Linked DNA regions of Hordeum vulgare: region 1 is linked to region 2. Evidence: chromatin contacts called from public Hi-C data. All regions are on one chromosome and are shown on one strand. The core of a region is the stretch at or near the end of the contact, and the rest is flanking DNA. Distances in the headings are between cores, read along the strand shown.

What was found. Hi-C and Micro-C count contacts between places; a contact is called where the count stands out from the background.
Region 1: a Hi-C map of seedling shows a contact between it and region 2, with 2.2 times the contacts expected there. The contact joins the promoter of LOC123452619 here to the promoter of LOC123452611 in region 2. A contact is called at or near these places in 2 of 6 Hi-C or Micro-C datasets (leaf and seedling).

The regions. Positions count from the first base shown.
Region 1 is chr5H:543,801,963-543,808,249 of MorexV3_pseudomolecules_assembly, forward strand. LOC123452619 reads left to right here and starts at 2,590. Exons shown (of 2, transcript XM_045129310.1): 1 at 2,590-3,004; 2 at 3,090-3,283. The coding sequence starts at 2,672. The coding sequence ends at 3,004. It overlaps LOC123452618 (25.3 kDa vesicle transport protein), which reads right to left. Exons shown (of 6, transcript XM_045129309.1): 2 at 5,869-6,112; 3 at 5,162-5,322; 4 at 4,921-5,067; 5 at 4,501-4,577; 6 at 3,657-4,066. The coding sequence starts at 6,056. The coding sequence ends at 3,983.
Region 2 is chr5H:543,508,720-543,515,063 of MorexV3_pseudomolecules_assembly, forward strand. It overlaps LOC123452611 (indole-3-acetaldehyde oxidase-like), which reads right to left and starts at 1,386. Exons shown (of 8, transcript XM_045129295.1): 1 at 965-1,386. The coding sequence starts at 1,118.

The DNA.
Region 1 (6,287 bases), core at 1,340-3,839, 290 kb after region 2:
TTTCTCAAAGGTTTAAACTGCTAGTTATAGTTGCACTATAGCATTTTGGGTTAATTGGCATAGCTCACTATCATCAATAGTTAAACATATTACCTTATAAGTTTGCATGGGCCCAAAATAACATGTAATCATTCGTACACATTAATTTTACCCAAAAAATATGTTTATAACTAAGTAAAAAATATAAACTCTAACAATGTATCGTCCAATTTTTGTTGGGATGATGTTTGATCTTGGAGCATAGACTAGTTGGCAAGTGCTTCAAGGTGACTCTCACCGACACTCACAATGTTGCGAGCAGAAAATAGAATAAATTATCTATCTAATTGATTAAACAATGGATACTCTTTAGTCTTACTTGGTTAGTTTTTTATTTAGGCACTTATTTTTTTACTTTTCCCATAAACGTTGTTCTAAATCGTTTCTGAGATAGCTGACATGGCTATAGCTCGGACCTCATCACGATGCCACAACAGACCGCGATTTAAAAGCTTGGACTTTCCTATTCCCCAATTAAACTTGAATGCAATTTATGGTTAAACCTAGTGTTGAACATGTTGTATGGTTAAACTTAAACATGCATTATGGTTAAAGCTAGTGTCGAACACATTATACCGTTGAACTTAAATGTGCTTTATGGTTAAACCTGGCATAACATTTAGACATTATACTGGTGCTTGTGATAGCTTTCAATTAAAATTTTGAGTGATGCAACATTTTTCTTTCATTAGCAACATAGAATATCTTATATATCAACTCATTGCCAAGGGATCATTTGTGCTACCATGGTAGTATTTAGAGTTCATTTTTTTAGCCAAAAGTCTCATCTTTTTGCTACCATGGAAGTATTTTGGGTTCATTTTTGTTGCCATGGCAACATTTATTAGGCAAAGTGCTCATTTTCATTGCCATGGCAACATTTATGAGGAAACATAGAACCCGTGTTTCCTACGTGGCGAAACATGAAGAGCTAATTATCTTGTCTTTGATTGGCATCAACAAATGTTGCACACCCACGCTTTAGGATTGTTCTATTCATAAGTCGAACACGGTGTATATTACGAGTAGGAGCTTCTAGTTTGAGAAATGGTAATGTATGGCATCTTGGACTTTCTCGGAATATGAAAAAAAAACATCCAAGGTCTAGATGAGCGACATTTGTTGATGTCAATTAAATAGAAGAGAATTATTCTTTATGGTTCGATACCTAGAAAACACTTGTTATAGATTTGCTCATAAATGTTGACATGACAGCGCAAATGAGCACTTTGGCTAATAAAATGCTGCTATGGCAACATAAATGAACCCAAATGTTTTCCATAAAATTGGAAATTTAGCCAATAAATGTTGCGATTGCAGCACAAATGAGCCCAAAATGTTGTCGTGGTAGTAAAAATGAGCCTTTTGACTCAAAAATGACTCCAAAATAGCTAAAATGAGCCCTTGTTAATGTGGTCGTATAGAAGCCGGTTTTGCTATGTTGCTATATGTTTGGTATATGTGCTGATATTTTTGCTCCTTGCTAATATATTGACATATTTTATGTCTTTGTCTTCAACAGTTCCGCCCCTCCCTGCCCCACAACCAAGCCGTCGTCGTCAACCTAGACATGTTGTGCAATGCTTGTAATAGATATCAATGTATTGCAATTTCGGTATTTCGAATCATGTAAAACGTTGTTGTGGCAACCTTTTCTTTGGCATGGGGGAGGTTTCCGGTGGTGGCATAAAAAAATATTCGATTCTCCATGCCTAAAGATCTGACGTTCGTTAGATATTCAGGTCATTGTTTTTTGAGAACTGGCAACCTTCCTTGGCGCCACAACTAATATCTTATGGTTTGATGATTTGCACTTCTAAGGAATCATCCCTAGCCTAAGTTTGTCCATCGCTCAAGGCTTTCCATCTTTTCAGATGGGCAACTCTAGTGGATCTATGAAATCTCCAACTGCAATCAACTTCATGAGGATGTACATGTCGCCGGTTCGGTCCAATTACGGTGTCTTTGTTGAAACTTTGTTAGAATTTTGTGTTCCAAAAGTTGGTATCATGAAGTAGACATGTCCCAGAGAGTTTATTCTAAACTGCAGCGGTTGTCGCCTTTGAATAAAGCTACATGATTTTCTCAAAGATGGAAGAAACAATAATTCATACGGATTTCGGTCATGGCGCTTATCCAATTTGATTTACCTTTAGTAGTTTTGGCATTTTGAATTAAAAAAATCAGTATAGTTAATTGCTTGATCTTGACTCTTGAGCCTCGTCATTGTTTGAAAGGTATGCATGGTGGAAGAGCTTATTATATACAGTATATATATTGGTGTCCAATAATTGCAGGCAACAACAAGAAGAAGAGGATGGTACGATGGATGATGCTTCACCGATCACCGATCACCGATCACCGATGACCAATAATGAATCAGCCGTAGTACCAATTCCATGAGGGGTTTGCAGGAAACGGAAAGGATCGCGTCAATAATGGGGAAGGATTTCATGTCCGTGCGTGCGTCGTCGCTGTCAGTGTCAGGCAAAGCACGCCCAGCCCGCAAGTGAAAAGGGAGGGGCGTCCATCCTTCCCCTTCCCCTTCCCCTCCCGTCGCCCCACCCACCCCAACCAAAGCCCACTTGTCGCCCCCCACCTTGCCTTCCCCGCGAGGCGACCGACGCGGAGGATGTGCGAGGGGCGGCGCCCCGGCCACGCGACCCGGCCGCCGTGGGCGCTGGCGGCGGAGCTGCGGCGGAGGGAGGCCGCGGCGGACGCGCGGCTGGCGGCGGCGCGGGCGCGGCTCGCCGAGGCGCTGGCGGAGCTGGAGCGGGCCCGGGCGCGCGCCGCCGAGCTGCAGCGCCGCCTGGAGGAGAACTACGGCAAGCGGCGCCGGCTCAAGCGGGTGGTGGCCGCCACCCGCTTCCGGATCCACGAGACCCGCGCGCTCCTCCACGACCACCAGGACCCGCAGCCGCCTCCGCTGCAGCAGCTCCCCGCCGAATCCGATCCCACCTCCTAGGTGATTAAGCTCCCGTGATCAGGCCGATCGATCCACCAGTAAACTGTAGTAACTATCTAACATGGTCCTCTTGATTCGTCTGCAGGCCGCTGGGTGACGTCCTGCGCCGAAGGCCGACGAGATCGGCGGCAGACTGCTAGCCTACACAGCTACTGATTTCATTCCCCTTTCTTCTTCTTCTTTCCGCATCGGAAGCTAGCTAGTAGCCCTAGTAGCTAGCCTCTGTAATACGAATGTTCCATGGAACATCAATCAATCAATCAAAGGCGGCTTGTCGTATCATTCGGATACAGTGACTGAAATTAATCGGTAATGATCATGTCTTATAACATGTGCCAAGATCGATCTTTCAGCTCCGGTCGTATGAGACGAGCATGTGGTGTGTCATTCCCTTCAGTTGGTCACGCTGAAAGCAGCGCAGCTGGGCATTCCCCTCCCTTTTAGACCATGAGTTGCCTGCGATCGCAAGGAAAGAATCGAATCTGGCTGAGCAGACGCACCGCCCACAGTTTGACTGGCTTAATCTACACAAGATAATGCTACATTGGACAAAACGGTGATGCTACAGCGTACTATATTACTATTACATACATAAAGCATGCTTTATCTTTTGCACCGAGAAAATAATAAGTAAACAAACATGGCATAAAAGTGCAGGAGCGACGGAGTATAGTTCATTAGCCTGAATTCTCAGATGAGTCAACACAACAAAATATAAATCCCGATATCGAAAACTCAGACTCTACAGAGCTCTTGTATGTATGTACGGTTCCCAGGATTCACAAAATCATGTCCGCCATATGGTCTACACTACAACGAATTCATTCGCTTAATAGCTGCTTGTAAGGAGGTGTAAAGGTAGCTTCAAAGTACTCGCTTGAACAGGCAGATACGGGATACAAGTCATCCAAGCATCTCTTGATCCAGAATTTCTTTCTCCAGTCTTCTAACACAGGCCGGCTACCTTGTTTGGTGGAATCACCATATCTTGTTCTTGGCCCAGAACAGTATTATTACAACCCCGATCACGATGGCAACGGGGGCATACTTCCGAATGAAGGCCTGAAAAGCCCAGATGAAGCACAATACACATAAGGACAAATCAAAACACTAAACGAATTATGCGAATGAAAAAGGACCAAGACAGCGATACAATTTAGGGACTATATACAAATGTGGATTTCCAAGCTAATATTTAAGACTTCCATAAAGTACACTCTTGAATGTAAAATGCAAAAACCCAGTTAAATTTCTCAAGGGCACAAGTCTTAACTAAAATTGCAAATGCTTGCCTTATTAATTTACCACGTCCATGGAACATATATTTCTTTGATGCTTCGAGGGCAAAACTAATGCTAACGAAATTGATAATTATGGCAACATATTCAACAAACACCACAAAAAAATGATAATCCTAAGATGGAGAAATGTTCAAATTCATTCCAACTAACAAATGTATATATCACAACAGCTTATGCATTGAGCACAAAGATTACCTGGCGATTGAGATCCTTTGCCTTATCAGCATAGATTCTCGTGTCAGATGTCAACCTACTTGACATTTCACTAACCTCTGCAAAAAATGGAAATACACAAGAATGGTAAACAGTTACTTGCCAATACAGTCAAACTTTACAATGCAATGGAATGTCATGAAAAGGGAAATATTGGAAGCATCTTGTAAAACAAAACAAAACAAAACAAAAAACTGGGTGCGCAAAACCGGAAGTAAAGCTAAGTAGATAATAGTAATATAGTGTGAAAGTTTTTAAGACAAGTAGTAGATTAAGGCCTACTGGAAGGACAGCTCCTCGGTGCTAAATCTGATTATTAATGCATGACACAAACATCTACCAGTTTCTCATGGCAGCAAAAGAAAATGAAGCAGTAGAAACAAGAGAGATTTCCAGACTTACGATCAAGCTTTTCACCGACACCAAGAACTTCTTGAACATTGCGAGTCATGATTTGATGCACCTCATAGAGCTCATCGTTCAATTTCGCAATGTTCCTCTGGGTTCTGGTATCCAAATACAGTTTCTTAGTCTTCTGTATGTATGTATCTAAATAGAAAGAAACATAGGTTGTCAACAGTAGAACTTGAGAGGGTGAATGAAAACGATGCTTGCAAGTGAGGTAGGTATTTAAAAATCCTACCAAATTTAATAAAAGCGTAAGGCCTTGCAGCAGTTTCAATTTGACTCCCATTGACTCTCTCAAATTCATTTTTCAGATCTTCCAAGTACTGGAATGCAAGTTTCTTTGGATAAGAACGGTCACACATTGTTAGATAACATACTCGGCCTTCTATGATGTAACTGCATATCTGAATTAAGGTGGAACAAAAAAATATCACAACAACTGGAAAAAATTAACACAAGCTAAAAGTATATATATATATACAACATCAGAGACGCCTCTAATAGGAAACTACTAAAGGTAGATGACTTTGCATACAAAAACCAAGATCAGTATGACCAGTATACCAGAAATATCAAGACCAGGAGTCACATAGGTCTCTGCTTGTTTAAATGTAGATCATGGCTAGTAAACAAATGCTGACTCCTCTGTGACCAAAATGATACAGATGTAATGACTAGCTAAAGCATGCCGCATCCATGGTTTATAAGTCAGTAAAGCGACCTAAAGCGAGCACCACCCGCTCTTACGCTTAAGCGACGCCTAAGCACCTAAAGCGGGCGCTTAAGCGCCTAAAGCGGGCAAATATCTAAAGCGCTGCTAGGGCTAAACAGAGGCCGTGTCTACTAATCTGAATACATAATAATGGCATCACGTGTAAATGTAATGCCTAGGATCAAGCATCTTTTCCGAGCAGAAAATAGACCGCGGTTAACTTAGGATACTGGAAAAAGTATGATCCGGTCTCAATTGACATCCGTGAGGCTTCATGTTGCCCCTTTGACAAGTTCTTGAAAAGAAGTTTAGCTTGCTGCTTGTAGAAATCAGAGTCCTTCTGATCCCGCCCATCATCGAGCCCTTCTGCCAGCGGAAGGCCATCAGTGACACGCGCTATCATTGTCAGCTTCACCATTTTGTGAAGAACACCAGAAACCACTACAAACTATATGGCTGATGGCGAATAGAGATCTGCAAAGCAGAGCAAGGAATGAGTAATTCAGACATAGTCCAGCTCCAACTTCTAGCTTGACACATTTATCGCTGGACATATCAAAATTTCTAGTGACTTAAAAAACAAAGTGTGACCAACAATCAAGTAATCAATGTCAGTTTACAGTATCCTGCTACAATCCTAATGGAACAA
Region 2 (6,344 bases), core at 136-2,635:
TCAAATGGATGTCAAAAATGCTTTCACGCTCTGTGACACTGAAATGTTCACTTGCATGGAGGGTTTGTTTCGTTGAAGTCACCCATGCATAGCCATGGCAACTCAATCGACATGTTCTATATATGCAATCGCAGAGGCGAAGTATTATTGTCAGCCTGGACTCGACACCCAGGGCTGTGCCGATCCGCTTGTCCCTCTAGCTCGTATTATAAAAAGGCCTTTTCAAGCATATATGCTAGCCATTTAAAAAAAAAAAACAAGTACTCTCTTTGATTTCCGTGTGTGGTGTCAAAGTGTTGAGAGCTGCTGGAAGATAGTTTTGCTGAAAAAAAAGGCAGGAAACATTTTCTTCTCACATGAAAAAGGCAGGAAACAAGTGCCCCGACATGCATATTCGTGGACTTGTGCTGCTTTGGTGAATGAACGACAACCATAGCTAGCTGGCTAGATAGCTTAGCCAGGCATCACCAGAAGAAGAGAAGAAACGGAATATACGCCACACGGACATGGACGTGTCTTAGCTAGAATCGGTGTGCGCCGAGGAGGAGAGCGATAAGATTTTTGCACAAAAAGGAAGCACTACCCGGCGTTTTTGTGGTTCATCGTCGTTGCTGTGGATTTGTCTATGTATGTACAGTAAGATATAAAGAGAACTAAAACATGAAAGAAACCGAAAGGGAGAGGGAAATAGGTGGCGGTAAGAGTTTCTGTACACGTGCACGTAGGCACCACGGCACATGGTGCGCTATACCGACCGCCTATAGCTCGATCGACGACTTGTAATTTAAGCTTTATGATATGAATGAAACACCTAGTATCATGAAAAAAACACTCGATCGTCGTTGGATCGGATTAATTTGGTGTGAGCTGTTCATCTGAAGATTCTCACCGGTCGAAACTGAAGGAATCAAGCAAACGAGCTAGTGGTCTGGATAGTGAAATGGAGGCTCAGGTGCGCACGTACCTTCGCCGCAGCCGAGCTTGGGCCCCCTGACGGGCGTCCGGGTGCGGAGGAACTCCAGCAGCGTCGTCGACGGGTCGACGCCGGCCGCCTCCCGCCGCACGCCGTTCACCGCCATCACCACCGCCGCCGCCGCATCCTTCCCCAACGACCCCATCGCTCTCTCTCCCTCTCTCTCCACACAGCCCAGAGCCTCTATCCTCTATACGGGGCTTTGCTAGAGCGGTAGCGGGAAGAGGCTTGGGACCTTATTACTACTGGTTGCTAAGCTATGCAGTGACGTTGGACCGGGGGAAAGCGACGGGAAATGGCGTGAGCCTGCGCTCAGCGCGCACGTACGTTTCACGTGGAGGTGGAGGAGAGACGGGGGCGGTGATCGATTCGATCGTCGTGTGCGTTGGAACTTGGAAGAATCCGGCCGGTGGAATTCATGGATCGAGGCCACTACTGCACGCTGAGCTATGTGATGCCTGTGATGCCATTGCTAGCTTCTCGTGAACCTTTTGCTGTACCAGTCAATCGGTGGTGCTGGTACTCCTACTCCACTCTCTGCGCAAGAGATTAGGAGGATCGGGAAGGTGATAATAATATTTAGTACTCCCTCCGTTTCATAATATAAGTTTTTTTTAGAGATTCCACTAGAGGACTACATACGGATGTATATAGACATACTTTAAAATGTAGATTCACTCATTTTGCTTTGTATGTAATCTCTTAATGAAATCGCTTAAAAGACTTATACTCCCACCGTCTCAAAATAACTGTCTTAAGCTTAATACAATTTTGTATTAAGGCTAGTACAAAGTCAAGACAGTTATTTTGGGACGGAGGAAGTATTTAGCAACGGAGGGAGTGTGCAATGCAAAGGCGTCAGTGGCGGGCAAGATTTGCTTCGTTTTGCTCCTGTTTGTTTGTTTGTTTGTTCTTTATTGATCACCTTTTCTTCTGGCCCGCCGCTGGCAGCATCAGCGGTGGTGTAAACTACGTGTCACCGGCTTATTTTAGGAGGCAGCAAGCGCACGAGAGTTGAGCCAACCGCAATTCTTCCGCATGCCTCCGGACAACTATCCGGCCCGCTATGACCAACTCCAACGGGTCCACTCAAACAAAAGGTGAATTTGTTCGTTTTTATCCATTTGGATCGGTCGTTCGTCCGGTGTCCGTTCTGTTTTAGATTTGGATCGACAATGCATCCAACGCGTCGATCCATTTCATGTCCGCAATTAACATTAAAAAAAGCCCGCGGCCGATCATGTCAGTGGCCATGTCTCATGTCGGCACCATGCCAGCGCCGGCATACAATGCCGGCTTTAAAAATTAACACCACAGTTCATGCTGGCGCACTCGCCAGCCGGCCGGCACACATGCCAGCGCACAAAAAAGGATGGGACTTGAGTTCGATCACGCCATCGCGATCCCCTGGTCATGCCAGCATACCTGTCGGCATAAAAAATGATGACGTTCGCCGCCATAGATCACTCCTCGTCGAACTTGAGCATGTCGGCCTGCATCTTCTCGAACCACGTTCTCTTCCTTGGCGACACGGTGTTGAGATCCACCTTCATGATCTTCACCCCGATCATCATGCTTGCGAGAGCTACTTCTTTGGCCTTAGTCTTGGCGTTCGCGGCCTCGATCTCTAGCATCTTGGCTTGCTTCTTCGCCTCCATCTCAAGCATCCGTGCTTGCTTCTCCACCTCCATGTCAAGCCTCCTCCTTTGGATCTCCAAGAAGGAGTTCATTTGCTCTTCTCTTTATTGCCGGCGCTTCTCCCCCCTTGAGTCCTTCTTGGTGATCATGCCCTCCACGGTTGCGATCAAGGCGATCGATGCCGCATCCCGCCTGTCCTCCTTTTTGGAGTTGGTCTTTCTCCGCGACCGAGCCTTCTCGCCGTCCCCAACCTCCTCCACGGCTTGCTTCCCACCACGCGACTTGAGGGCGGCATACTGCGCCTTGAACTTCTCCTCGTCTTTGATCACCCTAAAGCAATGGGAGAGATTGAAGCACTTGCCATTGTGTTGGACCTTGAATGCCTCCAAATCTTGAAATGCCTACAAATGTATTTCATGCAAGCATATTGGCAAAATGATATGCAAACGAACACCCAAAGCATAAACTTAATGACACAAAAAGAGGGCGGCTTGCTAGCATACCATGTCTTGCACGTCGATGCCGCTCAGGGGGCGGGCCTTGACGCTCTCAAGAGTGGCACAAAAATTGTTGCACTCTTGTTGGATCACCCTCCAACGCTTCGAAATGGACACCCACCCGCACGCGCTTACTATTTGGTACGACGGAAACTTCTTGCGCTCATGGAACTCACGGTGAACACGAATCCAAAAGGTTGAATGATTTTGTTCGGCGCCCATCTTGGGGTCTTGCCCAATGCCTCTCCAACACTCGCAAAGAAGCTTGTCCTCGGCCGCCGTGTATGCCTTGGTCCGCTTGCTCTTGCGCTTCGTCTTCGTCCCGTCGGCTTGGTTGGCGAGCTCGTCCTCAAACAAAGGCTCCGCTTCAATGTAACACTCGTCCTCTTCCTCTATCCCGTAGTCCTTCGGGAACTCATGGTCGAGAGGAAAGCCATCCAGGTCCAGGACGACCTGATCACGCATGAAGGCGGCCTGATCTTCATTGTAGCTAGTGGATGGCTTGAACGCCCCTCGACCATCCTGGCTTTGTGTCTCGTCGGGATCGAAGCCAGCGGCCTGCGCACCACCCTCGAAGATCATGTTCTGCATGTAGTCGTCGTCGCCGGGGGCCGACATTCCGTCGAACAGGTTGCACGCGCCCGACAAGTGGTCGGCTGGCGTCTGCCGCGCGTGTTTCCTCGCACCTCCTGCTGACGAGCCAGCGGCCACCGGTGTGGCGTTGAGGTCGATGGTCGCGGGCGCGGGCGTGGAAGGCGCGACCACGCTCACCTCGGGAGAGCACTCCTCCGAGAGGCGGGAGGCCTGCGGGTAGACATGGAAGCTGGGCACCGGGTTGCAAGCCGATGCGCCAGGCGAGTCAGGCAAGACCGTCCGAGGGAAGGCGGCTGAGCCGGTGGTGACCGCGGCGGCCACGGTGGCGTTGACGAGGCCGTGCTGGCTAGGGTTTAACCCCAGCATGCAGAGCGCCTCCCTCGTTACCGCCGCGACGCAGGCGTTGGTGACCTGGGGCTGCACGGCGGCCGCCGCGATGGCTTCATCCCTCGCGTTCGCCGCGTGCCTCCGGTCCTTCCTCTTGGCCGACTCCTTTGCCCGTTGTTCGGGCGTCAGCACCTTCTTCGGCTTCGGCACGGCGGCCTTTCGGGGGGCGCGAGGCTTGCCTTTGTCGGACGAGGCGAGGAATGCAAGGGAGGCGAGGCCGGCGGCGGTGTCGAGGTAGAGGTCGTCGTCCATGGCAGGCGTGGGGCGGGAGCGCGCGCGGACGGGAGGTTTTGGGGGGAAATGGTGGTGGATGCCATCGACCGGCGGGCCAGGGAGAGGAGTAGGCGCGCGCCCGTCTGTCTTGTGTCCGCGTCGATGCAAATCCGGCTCGAAATTGGACCGGGAATGGGTTGCCCTGGCGACCGCGCACCCGTTTGGGTCGGTGCGTTGGGCTGACTTTTGTGTCCGCGCCGACCCAAACGGACGGCGGCGGACGAAATGCGTCGCCCCATTGGAGTTGCTCTAAAGTCGTGTAAACTGTCCCGTATCGGTCTGTGGTATGATCCGAACGTACTTTTTTCCGTAAACGAAAATAAAATTGAGATTTTGCAGTAATTTGAAGACATGCTCATGTCCACTTCCGAGCATCCTGGTCTACTCAAATTCCCAAAAATGCTAAACATACAAAGAGTTAGACATAGTTACACGTTGACTAGGATTCTTTTTTCCTAACTAACCTTTCCACCCTGATTTTTAAAGGGGGTGGGGCCTCATTCCTCTTAACCTTCAATCAAAATCCACGTGCCTGTAAAATCTGTGTAAACTTACGTACGTGTAGCATTATTGCTCAAATCCCTCCTCCTTCACCTGTGTGTTTTCGTTCCACCCTAGTTGTACGTATTCACGTCGCTATAGAACATGTTATTTCATATTGAAAAGACGGTCCAGACCGAACACGGCCTCTTACTGCATTCGTCATTGAAACGGCGGATCGACCGAGGGCGTCGACCATTGCACGTCTGGCTGAACACGTCCCATCGTCGCATTCAAACACCTTTATTAAAATCGCGTGCAAGCCTAAGGATCAACTCCGGCCACACATCCATTCAGGAACGGGCTGTCACTAAACATAACGTCGGGCTAGCTCCTTTACACCACCGTCTACACAAACGAGGTCAGACGCTGGGCAAGAATCACACCATCAAGTTCACTCTCGTCTCCTCCTTCTCTAACTTTTGAAGCAATCTGATGAGCAGGAAGATCAATTATCCATCATAAAAGCTGGCTGGATGGCCGGCCGAGCTCGTCGGATATGAGCGAGGCAGCTTGCTTCTGGACCTCTCATGCCTGGCCCGACGGAGCAAGGTGCCTCCCTAAATCGACGCATGGTTCAAAACTCGTCGCTCCAAGCCAGCTCATGAAGGAGTGGCGAGTTGCTCCACGGAGGCACGCGGGGGAGCATGGGGGAGCGGTCACCATCGCTGTCGTCGACGATGTTGCGTCGTACTGCACCTCTCATGCCTATGACCGCGCCATCAACCATCAACGCGTGTGTAACCGCGCCATACCAGCAGAAAAAGAAGCCAGCTCCACAGAGATCAGCAAGTCGGTGGCCAGCGCATCCGTGTGTGCTGCCAACATCAAGGGAAGGTAAAACACAAGAGGTCGTCATAGCTTGTCTCTCATGCGGGCCATCCCATCCGATTCTTTATCTAAGACCATCGCCGGACCCCGTACGGGCTCCAAGGAAGCGGAGGAGGCCCACTTCCCCTCGGACTGATGCATTATCGGACGGTTCCACTACTATGAGAAATGGAAGAAGAGTGTATTTCACGGTGGATGAGCGATTCCACTCCATACTTTTAGCTTTTTAAAGCTAAAATGTGTTCAAAATATAAATGTTTTTGTCTGATTTATATGAAACTCGTCATGTTTGTATGAAATTTGGTCCTGTTTGCACCAATTTCGTTCGATTGATTCAAACTTTGTCAAAATATATATAGTTGCTTGAATGAAAACCTTTCGCATCTATCTCTACGCACCGGTCCACTGTCCGTGGATGAATGCAGAATATATATACGTGGACATTCATCGAGTCGGGCTCGGCCGGGCCTAGTCAAGCTTGACGGAAAATACCCAGTCTCAAACCTGACTCGGCCCGAGCATCGAGCCTAGAAATCAGGCCCAAGCCCGAACCATCAACGTAAAAGTCCGTCGGGCCTCGGGACGAGCTTCTTCCTTAAATCGTGAATATG